Regions from separate parts of the Mus musculus genome. Here region 1 is linked to region 2. A link is a contact called in public Hi-C data. All regions are on one chromosome and are shown on one strand. The core of a region is the stretch at or near the end of the contact, and the rest is flanking DNA. Distances in the headings are between cores, read along the strand shown. Region 1 has its middle 14 kb from the start of Snx10. Region 2 has its middle 4.3 kb from the start of Gm32403.

Region 1 (3,070 bases), core at 412-2,911, 300 kb before region 2:
TCCCTAAAAATAGACTTTTTGTTAAAGCCCAAAAGCCCATTCCAAGACCACAGGTGTTCAGGCCCTGGTGGACCAGACAATGAAGTGTCCCAACACAGTCCTTCCAGAGAGGGTTGAGAAGGCTGGGCAGTGCTCAGCCAGGGCAAATTATATTACAAGAGCCCCACTCTACACTCAGATAGAGGTTCTTCCCTGGCATATCCACAGCATCCTGGTGAGTCAGCAAGCTGGCCCAGCGGTTAAAGGTACTTGCCACCAAACCAGATGACCTGCATTCAACCCTTTGAACTCTCTTAGTAGAAGAAGAGAACCAATTTCCAGGATGTACACCATGGAGTGCATGCACACATGCACATACATACACAATTAATTAATTATGTTTTGTTGTTAGTGGTTTTTCCTTTGGTTTTCTGAGACAGGGTTTGAGAGAGAGAGAGAGAGAGAGAGAGAGAGAGAGAGAAAGGAGAAGAAGGAGGAGGAGGAGGACGAGGAGGGAGAGAGGGAGAGGAGAGAGGGTGGAAGGAGTAAAGAAAGTTTTGGTGGTGGTGGATTGAGGAGGGTTTTGGGATGGTTGGTTGGTTGGGTTGGTTGGTTGTTTTCTACCAAACACAATTTTCTGGCAACTGTATGCCTTTCTGTTTGTTTTGTTTTGTTTTTAAGACAGGGTCTTTGTAGATCAGGCTGTCCTGGAACTCACAGAGATCCACTAGCCTCTGCCTCCTGAAAGCTATTAATTAATTAAATGTCTGGAATAGCTTGGCTCCTGCCAGTGTTGGGACGTTTAAGACCTGACGGCTCTCAGAATGATTTCAGCAAGGGTGGAACAGCGCCCTCTTCTGGAAGAATGTCCTGAGACATCCCCTTTGGCTCAGAGTTACAAGGGCTGAAAAGTTCAAGCTAAGGAATAAGAAGAGTTCGAGCTAGAACAATCCACTGAAGCTGGAGTTTGAAAGAGCAGAATATGGTCCAGGCTGCTTCCCTCAAGGGACAGAGCCATGGGAATCCAGCGGCAGGTCCCCTTAAAGCTAAATGTCTTAGGGTTACAATCACTCTGATGAAACATCACAAGCAAAGCAGCTTGGGGAGGAAAGAGTGTGTCTTAGGCTTCCACAACGCTGCTCGCGATCAAAGGAAGTCAAGAAGCAACCCGGAGGTAGGAGATGGTGCAGAGGCCGTGGAAGAGTGCTATTTACTGATTTGCTCCCCATGGCTTGCTCAGCCTGCTTTCTTATAGGACACAGGACCACCAGTCCACCCTACCCAGAATGGGCTGAGCCTTGTCCATCAATCACTAATTAAGAAAATGCCCTACAGGCTTTCCTACAACCTGGTGTTATAGAGGCATGTTCTCAGTTGAGCCTCCCTCCTCTCAGACGCCATCAGCCTGTGACGGAGTTGACGTAAGACGGTCCAGCTCACTAAGGTTCTTTTCCAGGCCACCAGGAAGCAGCTTCAGAGGTAAGCTTAAATCTGACCAGTTGATCCTTTTTCCACTTTCTAATTTTTTTCTCCTCGGAGTTTAAGCTCTCTAACAAGGACCCGAAAGAATTAAAATTTATCCAGAAAGGCCCATGCTGGCGTCATGTAGCCCCATGCTGGAGTCGAGAAGAATCTCATGCAATGGAGCAATGGAGCACGCCAGAGGTGGCGCTGTCCCCCAGAGGAACCGCTTACCCCCGCTGGTAACTTACCTCACAGCTGAGCATGCGCACTCCCTGCGCTCCTTTTATCTTTAGAAATCACGCTGCAAGCGTTGTAGAAAGAAGCTGAGGGCTCTTGTCTCCTCAGTAAATATAAACCATCTTTTTGTACTAATTCTCATATCCAGTTTTTCAATAAAGCAACAAAGACTCGAATCTGCTTAGGAAGAAAATGGTATCCCGAGGGAGTGCCCAGACTCCTTCAGACTCCACAGTCCCTTCCGTGGATGCAAAACACAGCTCTCATCAACGGGAATAACAGTGAGTTTATGCTGAAAGCAGTGATGAGTGGCCATGGCTTGAGAATAGTCAGATGTCCACAAATGTCAAACATATCCGACATGGTAGCAGTTTCATAGGTTTTTGCAGAACAAAGCAGCCATAAAGTAATGTGCTCCTCGAAATTGGTGAGAACATTAGGCAAGCAGATGATAAAAAGATGTCTCTCCCATAGCTCTGAGTACAGGAAAGGGGATTCCTACCACAGTTCTGAGTACAGGAAAGGGGGTCCCTCCCATAGCTCTGAGTATAGGAAAGAAAGTCTCTCCCATAGCTCTGAGTATAGGGAAGGGGGTCTCTCCCATAGTTTTGAGATGCTATCTGTGGCTATTCTTGGTTTGTGATTGATGAAAAGTAGCAATCTAATACACCACAGCACATTTCAAGTGACACATAGGTCGCACACAGATGAGGGCAATACATAGCTATGAAGGGGGATCAAAGATTGCTCAGGATAATCTGTCTCTGATCTGCAACATTCAAAGTCTCTGGAGAATCAGCATAGGTGTGGCTCCGCCACAACCCCCATTCTGGGATATTCAGTATAGCTAGGAGGTAGAGAGAGTGAAGCTGTATTTAACTTAAGCGCTGGGACTAGCCCCCACACTCAGTGCTAGCCACAGTGAACCACTAAGGCAGGATAACATTTAAGGGTATTTGCCTGGAAATGTAGCTCAGTTGGTGGAGTGCTCGCCTCACGTGCAGGATGTCAGGGTTTTGTCCCCTGCACTATATAAATTGGGTGTGGTGGCGGGCACATGCCTTTAATCTCAGCACTCAGAGGCAGGCTGATTTCTGTGAGTTTGAGCTTAGCCTGGGGTACATAGTGAGTTCTAAAGGCTGTACAGTGAGACTGGTTTCAAAAATAAAAATAAAAATAAATAGAAAATATCTCACTGAATCACCTAAAGAGATCTAACAGTCCCTGTTGCTCTGGGTATGGAGTAGGATCTAGACTCTGCTGTTTTATATGCCTTCTGGGTAATTGCAGTAGACGACCAGACAGGAGAACCATCAATTTAGCCAGCTGTGGGGCTTATGTCTATAATCCTGAGGCAGGGCAAAAAGACAGGAAATTAAGGGAACCGAGG
Region 2 (2,865 bases), core at 159-2,658:
CTTGGCCAGTGGTATTTGTGTTCTCAGCATTTTTAATTAGCAGAGATGCCACCGCTGCAGAGGACCACATATAACCCAGAAAAACTGTCAGGGGCACACTATAAAAATTGAGTATGTGTCACCAGTAGATTTAGATTCTTCAGGTTAATATTATTTTTGCAATTAGGTAGTGAACTGGCATTAATTTACTCGTGCTGTGTGATTAGGTTAATTTACTCCAGAAAAGCTTACATTTCCAGAATTAAAAATGGTGGCCATGTCTTCTCACGATCCATCAAAGTCGCAGCTGTGCCATAGAAACCCGGCCATTTTGTATTCTTATAGACTGTGCAATAATGGCTGAAGATGACCAAGTGCCGGGCCCCATAGATCTTCATGCTTAAGTACCTACGGATGAATGGTTAACTTAATCAATTACTTTTCCTATAGTTCGGCTTTTATAAATAGAAATCAGCATATAATGCTTAGGGCACTGAATTTTAGATGTAATAGTGCCTGAATGTGTCAAAAACAAAAGAGGCTTGCAAAAATAAAGCTAACTCGTTGTTGGCCTTCGTGGCTGCAGATGCATCCTCTATGTCTGCCTGGATCACTTACGTCCCTTAAGGATGCAAACGTGCCTGCCCTGCTCACACATTCCCCGGAACTGTGGTCCTGCTAGCATTTTTGAAAATTACTTTAATTAACCTTATTTCATCTTGGGTAGCGGTAGAACACTTTTATTGGTTAACTATGCATTCCTTTGTTTTGTCATTAACCTTGACTTTCGCCCTTGGAATTGATGGTAATTTATATTGTGAGCCAGGTGTTAGAACAACATGCACTGGGGTACCCAGCAGCCGTGCCCTCAGTGGCTAGGATTCTGTAGCTTACAGGAGACAGAGCAGGAGTTGGAGGGCTGGAGAGAGAGGAAGCAAGGCTTAGCCCCGGGTTCTCCGAGGATGGATTCTAGTCTCCAGCCCAGGACGTGGATTTTGGGATAGCCTCGGCTGGGGTAGTCTCTCAAGCCAGTTCCCAGCTACTCCTGAAGTCAGAGAAAGGGATCATTTACTGAAGGGGAGGAATAATGGCCAGTCCCTAACAGTTCCACTCTAATAGTCAACCAAATATACTGTAATATTAGGAATAGTGTGCCTCTACTCTACGAGTATCCCCGTCTTTCCCTCTCTCCCACTCTGTCCACAGCCAAATACCTCTACCGTAGATAACCAAATACTCCCACCAAATATAACCAAGTCCTTGGCTTTACATCTGCACTCTTGTCACAGCACACAAAAGCCCAGTTTCAACTCTTCCTGTCTGTTTTGGTTTGGTTTGGGTTTTTTCCTATTGTGTGTGTGATTCACAAGCCCCTGAAGGCCAGGGCACTGTGAGGCCACAGACAGGGAGGTACTGAGGTCCAACTCCAGCCCCCAAGAGCATGGCGCTTGTGAGCTGACAGAAATAGCTTTCCCTGAAGTGCTTTGGCACGCCAGAAGAGGGAGAAGTTAGTTTCAGTACAGAAAAAAAAAAAAAAAAAAAAAAAAAAAAAAACCGACATTCCACACATACTCTTTTCTCTAGTGGTTCGGGGTCTGTGTGGCTGTGTCATCACTACTTCCTGTGCACTGACACCCCCTTCATTCTGTGGGTTAACGCATGAGCCGCAGAAGAAGACGTTCTTCCCGCCTGTGTTTATTAAACATAATGGCTTACAGATATCAAGGGAGGATCATTCAGAAAGTCAGTACTTTTCAAAGAGCCAAACCTTTCTATTTTCTTCTCAAGATCCAGGCCTGTCCTCAGCCCCCCTTTTGGCGGAAGAATTTTGTGGGTCTAAGTTCCCACGAAGGTCACTAGGTGGGCAGAAGTGGGTGGGGAGGCTGTGGCCAGCGAGCAGAGCCCCCAGAAGCTGTCCACACTGCTGCTGAGGTTGAAGACAGTGTGTGTTTGCTTAGAACTGTCTAGAACACACGGGAGAGGCGTTATGGGGAAAAAAGGGGTCTTGGATGGGTAAAACTGTGGACAAAGAGCCTCTTAGCAGAGACAGCTTGGTCCTACCTGTAAACATGAGTGGTGAAGGGCAGGGGCTGGAAGGGTAGAAAGAATGTCATAGGAATCCCAAGATTTCTCAGGTGTGGAGGACACCCTGGCTTTGACACTTCCCAACACCCAAGTAGACTGTCACTACAGAGAACTAAGTGAGACTTCAAGATCCTAATGGTCAAATCTCCATTTTTTATTTCACGGAAGCCATAGTCTTCCTAGTATATTAGTTAGTGAGTGCTGACTGACTAATGTCCCTAGTCCCTAGTCAATCACAGTGGCTTAGCACAGTCGAAGTCACACCTTGATCATGGTCCTCCCTGATTGAGTTTGTCAGTGCCCTGAGAGGGTACCTCTCACACAGCAACTCAGGGGGACCTGCTGACTTTCATGCTGTGGCCCCATGGAGCCAAGGGCTTGCTGCTGGGTGTCTGTATTCTGCTGACACAGATAGAGGACCTTGCAGGTGACAGGCAGACCTGCTCACATTCCTTAAACCTTTGTTGAGTCCAAACCTCACCTGGAGAGAGACTGGGCCACGGCACCTTGCACAGGAAGAAGATTGAATGGGCTTGGGCATGCATAAAGGCGGGTCAGCCATTTGTAGGTGGGTCAGCCATTTGCATTGCTGACCTAAACATGGAGATGAGTCAGTTGACAGCTATTTAATGAGTGATCTCTAATAATTCAGGACTTTTGATCTTTGGAGGCCAGAAGACTTGATTTTGAATATTGTTGTGTGATCTTGGGCTAAGAATTAAGCCTCCAATTGTCCTGTGGGAAATGGGCTATCTCATGGGGTCACTGTGACCATGAGATGAAACAAGAGACAACAATGCG

What was found. A called contact is a pair of places that touch in the nucleus more often than the background predicts.
Region 1: a contact with region 2 is called in a Hi-C map of uterus, with 6 times the contacts expected there. The contact joins two enhancer-like sites. A contact is called at or near these places in 2 of 15 datasets of contacts at CTCF or cohesin (embryonic stem cells and large pre-B cells), 77 of 484 Hi-C or Micro-C datasets (the AML12 cell line, B cells, the Ba/F3 cell line and 40 more), 13 of 115 datasets of contacts at active chromatin or transcription factors (bone marrow-derived dendritic cells, bone marrow-derived macrophages, craniofacial prominence and 7 more) and 1 of 9 other capture datasets (embryonic stem cells).

The regions. Positions count from the first base shown.
Region 1 is chr6:51,508,057-51,511,126 of GRCm38.p6, reverse strand. No RefSeq gene overlaps it. Among named protein-coding and RNA genes, the nearest start is that of Snx10, 14 kb to the left of the region's middle. Within about 2 kb of position 1,661, at least 77 of the 459 cell types and tissues checked have an H3K27ac peak or open chromatin away from gene starts, as enhancers often do. A contact at or near this core is called in uterus, where this site is marked.
Region 2 is chr6:51,210,219-51,213,083 of GRCm38.p6, reverse strand. No RefSeq gene overlaps it. Among named protein-coding and RNA genes, the nearest start is that of Gm32403, 4.3 kb to the right of the region's middle. Within about 2 kb of position 1,408, at least 36 of the 459 cell types and tissues checked have an H3K27ac peak or open chromatin away from gene starts, as enhancers often do. A contact at or near this core is called in uterus, where this site is marked.